Regions from separate parts of the Ovis aries genome. Here region 1 is linked to region 2. A link is a contact called in public Hi-C data. All regions are on one chromosome and are shown on one strand. Each heading gives the region's core, a stretch centred on a gene start, on an enhancer-like site or on the middle of the called end of the contact. The rest is flanking DNA. Distances are from core to core; before and after follow the strand shown.

Evidence for each region. Hi-C and Micro-C count contacts between places; a contact is called where the count stands out from the background.
Region 1: a contact with region 2 is called in a Hi-C map of liver, with 2.6 times the contacts expected there. The contact joins the enhancer-like site here to the promoter of FES in region 2. A contact is called at or near these places in 5 of 16 Hi-C or Micro-C datasets (blood, liver and tail adipose tissue).

What each region holds. Positions count from the first base shown.
Region 1 is chr18:21,153,298-21,158,443 of ARS-UI_Ramb_v3.0, reverse strand. BLM (BLM RecQ like helicase) reads left to right here. Exons shown (of 22, transcript XM_004017761.6): 21 at 280-481; 22 at 4,409-4,729. The coding sequence ends at 4,586. Among named protein-coding and RNA genes, the nearest start is that of FURIN, 53 kb to the right of the region's middle. Within about 2 kb of position 2,808, at least 11 of the 54 cell types and tissues checked have an H3K27ac peak or open chromatin away from gene starts, as enhancers often do. A contact at or near this core is called in liver, where this site is marked.
Region 2 is chr18:21,090,631-21,095,568 of ARS-UI_Ramb_v3.0, reverse strand. It overlaps FES (FES proto-oncogene, tyrosine kinase), which reads left to right and starts at 2,758. Exons shown (of 19, transcript XM_027957083.2): 1 at 2,758-2,831; 2 at 3,329-3,550; 3 at 3,726-3,899. The coding sequence starts at 3,338. It overlaps LOC121817076 (a long non-coding RNA gene), which reads right to left and starts at 3,933. Exons shown (of 2, transcript XR_009597082.1): 1 at 3,295-3,933; 2 at 1,582-2,074. It overlaps FURIN (furin, paired basic amino acid cleaving enzyme), which reads left to right. Exons shown (of 15, transcript NM_001078654.1): 15 at 1-242. The coding sequence ends at 180.

The DNA.
Region 1 (5,146 bases), core at 1,559-4,058, 63 kb before region 2:
TGAGCTAATAAACCTGACGTCTCTAGTTAAGTTAGAGAGCATCACACATTTTCTTAATGAATTCCGACCCCCCATTCTTTAAAACTGAATTGCCATTGATGACTATGGGCTTTGTGAAATAAAAGAGGAGCGCAGTTCTTGTGGGATGGTTGAACCCAAGTGGCGGGATGCTCCGGGAGAACACCGGGGCCTCAGCTGAACTGCGCCCTGTGCTGTGCATCTGCACGTAGACTCATCAGCACGGCAGCACCAGTAAATGTCTGCGTTGTCCGTTTGTAGCTGAGGACACCTCCCCACGGAGAAGCCCCTCCAGCAGCAGAGGCACCGGAAAAAACACTCCTGAGGAGTCCGATGAGGAAGCATCCGTATCTTCTCGCTACTTTGCAAACAAAACCAGAAACGAAAGAAAGAGGAAAAGGATGTCAGCCTCCCAAAGAGCCAAGAGGAGAAGAACTGGTTTCAGTGGTTCCAGGACGAAAGGGTAAGTTCTGCCACCTTGTCTGCAGTGTTGGGTGGAGGGGAGAAGCGAGCGGGGCTGCCCTGCTTTGCTTTGAACTGTTCATTAAAATAAGCCATTGTTCAATGTTGCCTGGTCCAACTCGTGTATCAGGATTAAGCTCTGATCCAAAACAAAAATTTTTTTTGTTTCAGATTTTTATATCTGCTCCTAGGTTGACTATCACTGAAGTTTTCTAGTTTGTAAAAAAGCTGCTCCAATTTTGACCTTACCTTCAAAGGGGGAAATTTTTTTTTTTTTTACACTTGCACTGAAGAGACTTTTCCACCTAAAATACTGTAAACCATATTGTTGTTGTTTAGTTGCTAAGTTGTGTCCGACTGTGTGCAACACCATGGACTGTAAGCCCGCCAGGCTCCTCTGTCCATGAAATTCTCCCGGCAAGAATACTGGAGGTAGGTTGCCGTTTCCTTCTCCAGGGGATTTTTCCGACCCAGGGATCAACCTGCATCACCTGCTTGGCAGGCAGATTCTTTACCACTGAGCCACCAGGGAAGCCCGTAAGTCATACACTAGCTGAATAAACAAAAGGGTTTTGTTTCCTCATGACTCTTATGATCCCGCCAGTACTTGCTACACCGCTTTTATTGCTGCAGCATCTGCAGGGCATCCACCTGGAGGCCCTGCACAACCCCTGTCATTCGGTAACAGCCGGGAGGCCAGCCTCCCAAGCTTAGCAGGGTAGCAGAGAAGAGGCGATGACTGGAACCCCCCAGAGGTCAGTCCAGCCCTGCCATCTCCCTGTTCCCACGTCTGCCTGGCCCCCGGGCTGGGATGCCCCAGCGTTGGGGTGCTGTCTGCTCACCAAGGCAGAACAAAGCATTGCCGTCAGGTCCAGGGTGATGATCTGAACAGCGTTTGTATTTATTCATCATTTCCCTGCTCTTTCCCATCTTCAAGAACGTCCTCTGCCCTCACCTTCTAGGTCAGGTCTGGTGGGATGGCGACCCTCCCACTGGTATTAACAGAAACCTAGGAAGAGGGAACTCAGTAACCTTGTGCAGGCTATCATGTTTTCCTCGTGTAGTTTTTCTACCTCTTTTCCTTCCGGGTTAATAAAGACCAAAAATTGAGTGGAGAAGAGAAAAGAAGGCAGTGTTAACAAGCTGTCATTTTCTCCTTAAGTCTGCAAACAAGCATGTTGTATGTGCTAATCCTTCTGTCGGGGGACAGAAATTAAAGACATTAGTAAATATTAGTTTAACTTTGTGGGTTTTATTTATCTATTTTAATTATATTTAAACTTTAAACTTCACCCATTTATCCTACACCCCACCCCATCCATGCCTCTTGCAACCACCACACCAGTCTGTCCTCTGCACCTATGAACTTGGTTTAAATATTCGTATATATTTAGGTTCCATCTATGAGAGAGCTCATAGAGTATTTGATTTATTTCGTTTAGCCTCACGCCCTTGAGGTCCACACGTATTGTCGTAACTAGCAGGATTTCATTCATTTTTATGGCTAAGTAATTTCTGTGGGTTTTGATGTGCAAGTGACCCACCAATGCCCTTCCGTGGGGACGTTTTCTTAATTTCTTCACTTATTTCCCCATTTTGGGAAACACTCATTTGCACAGGCGCTCACACAGAGTAGAAGACCTCACAAGGCCTCTGTCCCACTCCCTGGGACTTATGCTGGGGACACTGGGGCTTCCTGAAGCTTCCCCTGGGGAAGGCTTGTGCACCCCTGGCCTGTTCCCTTCTCACAGGTGGGGCCGGACACTGGCTCGCCCAGGCCTGCCCAGAGCACTTTCACTGCTGCACATGGTCCTCGGAGATTCCATCATGACCTCCTCTTGCTGCCCTTTAGAACAAAGCAGACCATTGTCTCCCTTAGTGTTGTCGCAACTGTTGTTTTTCAGAGGGAAGCACTTTGCCCTGTGGCCTGGAACCTAAGCTAGTAAGGGCCTTCCCTAGTGGCTCAGTAGTAAAGAACCTGCCTCCAGTGCAAGAAACACAGGTTGGATCCCTGGGTCAGGAAGATCCCTTGGAGAAGGGATCTCACTTCAGCATTCTTGCCTGGAGAATCCCATGGACAGAGAAGCCTGGTGGGCTGCAATCTGTGGGGTGTCGCAAATACGCCTTAGTGACTGAACACAGCAGCACAGAGAAACTCACACTTGTCCCAAAGCCAGCACAGTTTTGATGCTGGTTTTTAATTAGCCTGTGTGTTTACGGCAGGATTCTCTGCTCGTCCCTGCTGGTGAAAAGCAGCAGTTGTGTAATAGTGCTTTACCCTGTAGCAGCCTCGCTGTCTCCGTGCCCAGTTCTCCGCATTTCCACTGACCCACTCTGCAAGGTGGTGGCTCCCCACATGTCCGGGCCGCTCACCTGGCTGGGGCCCCGAGCGGCCACGGGATCAGCGTGGCTCCCTGCCAGCGCCCTCACCTCCCCACCCTGCCCGCAGAGTTTCACATCTTCCGAACAACACACAATGCACTGGTTGTGTTCTGGGCCCTGAGTGGCAGTGAAATGGATGGCTCTGGTGAAAATGGAGGCTGCTGTTGGCAGATTCATTCTGTAAATCAATATCAACAGCAGGTTTTCTCTCGGGGCTTAATTTCTCAGCAGGAAATCAGCATAGGGAGATTTAAGGCTGCTTCTCTGCTAGTTTTAGCAGATCTTTACCAGTTCTGCAGTAAAACTGCCCTCGAGCAAGAGTTTTAAAATGTTGAAAAACCACTTTTCACTCAGCCCCACCAAAATATCATCAGCAGACTGATGGCTCTGACACCGGGCCCTCTAAGGCCACCTGAGTGCCCTGATGACCGGAAATCAACACGGGGCAGGAGTTCAGCCTGGCTGCAAGGTGACGGGAAATACTGGTTTAGGGACAGGCTTCTATGGCAAATGCTCCCTGCTGTTACCCTTGTAAACACACTGGCCCTGTGATATTTTTTTTTTTAACAGTTTATTCGGTGGGGAGAGAAAAGTTGTTATCTTCAGATCAGTGGGGGAAGTGAGGTCTGGAAGGCCTCTGTAGTAGACTGTGGCAGGGGCTCCTCAACCTGTTTTAAAGGTAGCGAGTGGAAGGTGAGAGCGGGCAAACCTTGGAGTGTAGACAAGCGAGCGAGCCGCTGGCAACAGGGTCCGATGAAGACATGGCAGCCCCAAACTGCTCCCGCCCAGGAACCACATCTGCAGCTTGCCCAAGACTGGCGGGCCTGGCCTGGCCAGGAGAAGGCTCCCTCTGCTCCACGCCACCTCCACCTGCCCACAAAGCTCCCTTCCTCCGGGCTGTGGGAGTGCAGTCGTTCCACCACGCCTGTTGTCCAGGCACTGGGGCCTTAAGACGAGGTGCTGTCACTTTTTTGTATGGTTGGAGTAGGTGGGGAATGAGAGTCTCAGCTCAGATGTCTGGAGGGACGGGTGGAAAGACGAGAGGAAAGAGAAGGCAGCTGGGGTTGGGCTCAAGTCAGAGAGGCCTTGACATTTTAGGAACACACGTCTAGGACAAGTTTGTGTAAAGGGCAGCAGTCCTTTATTCCTTGAATTACAAAGGAAACTTACCTCACCCCAGGGCCATCATAGGCCAGAAATGGAGACACATGTCATACCAAGGGAAAGCATGGGTTATAAAGTGCATGCAGGTTAAAGGGCTTCCTTGGGGGCCCAGTGGTGAAGAACCTGCCTGACAAGCAGGAGGAACGTGTTTGATCCCTGGGTCAGGAGGATCCCCTGGAGAAGGAAATGGCATCTCACTCCAGTGTTCTTCCCTGGAGAATCCCATGGACAGAGGAGCCTGGAGGGCTACAGTCCATAGGGTCGCAGAGAGCTGGGACATGGCTGAGCAGCTAAACCACAATAATGCAGGTTAGGAGAAAAATGACTGTTGACTCTTCGTTTTATGTGACATTTTAATTTTCTTTTTTTTGTCACATTTTAGAGGGTCCAACACTTGCCGAAGGATACCTTCTAAAACTAAACCCTCCAACGTAATCGGACCCAGTTCTACTTTGCCTGGTTCTCAAGCAGCATCAGGAGTCAGTAGGAAATTGGGGATTATGGCTCCACCAAAGCCTATAAATAGACCGTTTCTGAAGCCTTCATATGCATTTTCATAACAACCAAATTTCGATGTACATAGATCTCATTTCTTGTTTGTCAGCATCTGACCATCTGTGAATATAAAGCTGTTAGTTTCGTTATACCATTTGTAAATTTTTACCCGTATCTATTAATGTTTAAATAAATGCTCAGGGTGACAGTTCTGGTTTTTTTCAATAAACATTTTCTGATTTTCTTTTGAAACACATGCACAATTTGCTGCCACTGCAAATGCTGTGGCCGTTGTTTCTCAGAATGTCTGAACCAGCAGCTGAATCATCTCAGTGAGAGAAATCTCAAGCACGACATGAAACACAGAAGCCAGAGGGAAAGATTCAAACGGGACAGCGTGAGACTGTGGAAGACAACATAAACAACATTAAAACGCAGATGACAGAGGAAAAGGGGAGAAAACGCACCACACAGGGTCAGATCCATAATATATAAAGAGTACCTATAAATCATTTAAAAAGAGACGAGCTAGTAGAAAAATGAGCAAAGGATGTGAATAAGCTGTTCTCAGAAGAGGAAATGCAAACAGCCCACAAATATGTGAAAAATGCTCAATCACCTCTGT
Region 2 (4,938 bases), core at 1,509-4,008:
CTGCAGCTGCGCTCGGGCTTCAGCTTCCGAGGGGTGAAAGTGTACACCATGGACCGTGGCCTCATCTCCTACAAGGGGCTACCCCCTGAAGCCTGGCAGGAGGAGTGCCCGTCCGACTCGGAGGAGGACGAGGGCCGGGGCGAGAGGACCGCCTTTATCAAAGACCAGAGCGCCCTTTGATGAGCGCCTACTGCCCGCCCCTTTGAGCCCATCCCCTCCTTGGGCACTTTTTAATTCACCAAAGTATTTTTTTATCTTGGGACTGGGTTTGGACCCCAGCCGGGAGGCAAGAGGGGCAGAAATGGCTTCCCACCCTACCCTTGGGCCCCCTGGCGGCCTGAGGTGGGACCCCAGGGCCAGCTGGGGGTGGGGGGATTGGGGGAGAGCCTGTCCCCACCTGCAGCAGCCCTCCATATGGAGAAAGGAATGAAACCTTTGGGCAGCTTTCCAAGGTCCAGGCCCCAGCCAGAGCGCTCGGTGAAGAGGGGCGGCCCTCCGGGATTCCTGACCGGAGCTGCGGCCCCTGCCTCTCCCCGTCCCTCTAAAGCAATAATGGGCCCCATCCAGGCAGCAGGAGACTGGCGTAGGGGGTATCGGAAGGAGGTGGCCTCCTCTCTAAGGGCTTCTGTGTCTAGACCCTGTTCTGCATGTCTGGTGAGCCTCAGGTGAAAGCAGTGAGCGAAGGAAGGGACCAAGGCAGGGCAGGCACTTCCAGGCATGCACATGTGTGCCCACGTGCATTCGGCTCTTTGCCCACCTCCACTACAGCGGCCGGGCTGCCTGCCTAGCGAGGCTGGCCCGGCCCCAGGCTGGTGTGCTGACCACCCTCCCCTCTCCAGCACTCTTCCCTCCCGCCAGGGCCCAAGTCCCTGTTTTCTGAGCCCGGGGCTTTCTGGGCTGTTGGCACTCACAGCCCTGGAGCCCCTGGGTGGGTGGTGGGGAGGGACGGTGGCCCAGCCGGCCTCTCCCGCCTCCCACCCGATGCTGCTTTCCCCTGTGGGGATCTCAGGGGCTGTTTGAGGATATATTTTCACTTTGTGATTATTTCACTTTAGATGCTGATTTTTTTTTTTTTTTTTGTATTTTTAACGGTGGTAGCAGCAGCTGGACCATCCACCCTCCCACACCCACTGTCCACCCTGCTGTTGCCCTCGGCTGTCCTGGGCCTGAGGTGTGGGGGGTGGGCTGCAGCTGAGCCCCGGATACTGATGAGGCATGCCAGGCCAAGTGGGCCCTAGGGAAGGTGGAAGGGGCAGGCTGTCGTCCATTTGAGATGGGGCTCGTCGTGCCAAGGGCTCATGGGTCACTGGTTCTCCAAGTGCCAGGGGTGGGCAGGCAGTGGCACCGAGCCCCCTCCAACACTGTGCCCTGGTGGAGAAAGCACTGACCTGTCCTGCCCCCCATGTCTCCCTCTTCTGACGTGCCTTTTGCACCCCTCCCATTAGGACAATCAGTCCCCTCCCATTTGGGAGTTCCCTTTTCTTTCTTTCTCTCCCTCAGCCCCTCCTGGCACCCAGCCACCTGCCCAGAGGTGCCCCCTCCTCTTCCCAGACCACCCCCCACTCCCGTGGCCAGCCCAGCTGGTTTTGTAAGATACTGGGTTGGTGCACAGTGATTTTTTTTTTTTTCCTTGTAATTTAAACAGGCCCAGCATTGTTGGTTCTATTTAATGGACACGAGATAATGTTAGAAGTTTTAAAGTGATTAAACGTGCAGACTATGCAAACCAAACCTGGTCTCCAGTGTGTGATATTCTTCCTAGGACTGTGCGGCTGCATCCAGGATGGGGCGGGGATGAAGGCTGGAGAGAGTTATGTGCCCACATGATGTCCTGCCTGCTCTAGCTGCCCAAAGGCAATCTCCCGAGGGGTTTAGGAGGGTGTGGAAGGGACAGTAGCTGGCAACAAGCCCCAGGGGTGGGACAGATGAGGCCCCAGAGTGGAAGCAGCTGAGCACTTACTTCCTCCGCCACAGGCCTCAGCTGCAGCTGGGTGGAGAGTGATGGCCAGGGGTCCAGTTGCTCAGGGTGTCCCTTGGCTGAAGCTGTAGGGCTGAGGCCTCTGGTGGGGCCTGACTGACAAGATAGGCTTTGCTGGGGAGAACCTGAGTCCCACACTGGAAGTGCCATACCCCCCACCCCACCCCTGACGCACACACTGGCCCAGGCCCCTCTCCTGCCCCAGGTCTCCCTTGGGACTAGAAACCCCTGCCTGTGGTGGGGAGAGGAGCCAGGCCAGTTCCACCAAGATCCATGCCTGAGAAGTAGGCCTCTCCTCGGGATATTTACTAGGAAATTTAATTCAAATAGAGGCTGGCGCCTGAGCCCTCCTTGGGGAGTCCTGTGGGGTGGGAAAGGCCTGGACTAGCCTTCCCCCGCCTCTTTGGGGCGTCCCTGGCCTGCTGCTCAAATTGTCCGCCTGCCCTTCCTTAGGTTCTGGGCCCCCGGGCCCTCCCGGCCACTGCAGAGCCACAGCCCTGCCCTGTGCGAGTGCTCCCCAAGCACCCTCGGCTGTTCCCCGGGGCGCTGTCTGGGCCCTGGGGAGCGCCGGGCACAAACTGCTCTCTTCTGGGCCATTCTTTCCCAGCCCCCTCCTCCCTTCCGTTTCCGCAGGCCCGTGTGGCCGGCAGCTGAGGCAGCGGCCGGCGCTGGGCAGGGGGGGCGGGCAGGCGTCGGGGCTCCCGCCCGCCCCTTCCCCTCGGCCGGCCCGCCCCGGGGCCTGGGCCAACTGAAACCACAGGAGGAGGAAGCGCGGAATCAGGAACTGGCCGGGGCGGTGTGGGGCCTGAGTGTAAGTCGGTCCTCGGAGGCCCAGGAGCAGCTGCCCGCATCGGTAATGCCTATACTGAGGCCCAGGAGGCAGCGGCCTACCTGGGAGGCGGTTGGGCAGGGGCCTGGCAGGCGATCAGAGAGAGGGACACGGGACAGGGTGGAGCAGGAGCTGTGGGAGGGTAGGGGCTGGGGGTGGGGGTGGCGGGTGGCCGCCTGGGGTGCCTGCAGGGGCAGCCTTGGCCCTGCCGAGGGCCCAATGCACATCTTGCACCTGCAGCGGGAGCTGGGTGGAAAGATCCAGGGAAGGAGACTGTGGGAGGTTTCTGTTCCAGGCCTGGGGAGGAGACCCCCGGCATCAGGCCTCCACCTGGGACGCGGGAAGCACCGACGGCTTTCCCAGGCCAGGCGGTGTTTCGTACCCATTGTTGCGTTCCAGGGGGGCAGGCGTCCACCTTCTGCCTGTCTGTGGCTCTTCAGCCTCTTGCCTCCCTGTCCCGCCCCTCCGTCCATCTCCAGCTACTCACTGTCAGTGGTGGCCTCTCCTCTCTCCGTCCTCAGAACGACACTATGGGCTTCTCTTCAGAGCTGTGCAGCCCCCAGGGCCACGGGGCCGTGCAGCAGATGCAGGAGGCCGAGCTCCGGCTGCTGGAGGGCATGAGGAAGTGGATGGCCCAGCGGGTCAAGAGTGACAGGGAATATGCCGGGCTGCTTCACCACATGTCGCTGCAGGACAGCGGGGGCCAGAGCCGGGGCATCGGCCCCCACAGCCCCATCAGTCAGGTGGGATTCTAGACTCCCCGCCTCTTCCCGCCCTCCACCAGCAAATTCCCGTAGGTGCCTGGGTAGGCCCGCCTGCCCCTTCCATTTTCCGGAGTCCCCCGCTGGGGAAGGCTGGAGATTTGGCAGGTCCACCTCAGAAGCTAAGTTCCCCATTGCCTGCCCCTCCCCACTGCAGTCCTGGACAGAGCTCACCAGCCAGACGGAGGGCCTGAGCCGGGTGCTGAGGCAGCACGCGGAGGACCTGAACTCAGGGCCCCTGAGCAAGCTGAGTCTGCTGATCCGGGAGCGCCAGCAAATGCGCAGAACCTACAATGAGCAGTGGCAGCAGCTACAGCAGGAGTTCACCAAGGTGTGTGGGCTTCTGCCCTCCCTGCCTACGTTCTGAGCCTCAGAGGGCTGGTTTTGCAAGGAACCCCTGGATTTCCTGAAGAAGTGGAAGTGTCTGACCACAGGCCTGCCCCCAGAGCCAGCTCCCCCTTCCTTCCCTCCTTCCCTCCGCAGCTAGGACTGGCCTTTGGCGGGGGGGGGGCTCCTCTGTTCTTTTTTCTGTCACCCTACTGTGTGCCAGGGCCGAGGAGCACTGGGAAGCACAAGGATGAGTGATCCAGCCATTGCCTGGGAGGAGCTCAGGACCAAGGAGTGCTGCCCATCTCCTGCACTGCACCAGCTGGCCCTTGAGAGAGACAGAGAGAGGGATGGCGCTTGGCCCAAGGCTCACTCCTCCCAGGGACTCAGAGACTCCACGAGGCAGCAGCATGGTCCCCTGACTTGGAGGTTAAGGACTGGGGCTGTGACGTGGGCCTGACTGCATTTGAATCCTGCCCAGCTCCTCGGTCTAGAGGCTGTTTGATAGGAGCTATTTACGTGGAGGCTTTAGCCTTCTTCAACGTGCTGGGCAGCCGTCTGCACCACACCCCTTCTCCCAGCACAAACCCCAGCTTGCAGCGGCCCCACAGCGGCCCCTGGTGGCCAGTCTTCACCCAGTCATCCCTCTCTCCAGGAGAGCACCTAATTCAGGTGTCAGCCTGCTTTTTGTAGGCAGTGTAAGCAGAAGACAGACTTGCCCATATGTTTGTCACACTATGGCTACTGAAGAGCTAGGGCTTCCCTGGTGGTTCAGTGGTAGAGAATCCGCCTGCCAATGCAGGAGACGCGGACGGGATCTCTGGGTCAGGAAGATCCGCTGGAGAAGGGAATGGCTGACCCCCTCCAGTATTCTTGCCTGGAGAATCCCATGGACAGAAGGAGCCTGGCAGGTTACAGCCCATGGGGGTCACAAAAGAGTCAGATGTGAGTTAGTGACTAAACAACAACACTGAAGAGCTAAAATGGCAGAGCCGCGCAATTTTAACAGAGGCTGCACGGCCTATAAGCCTAAAACGTTTCTG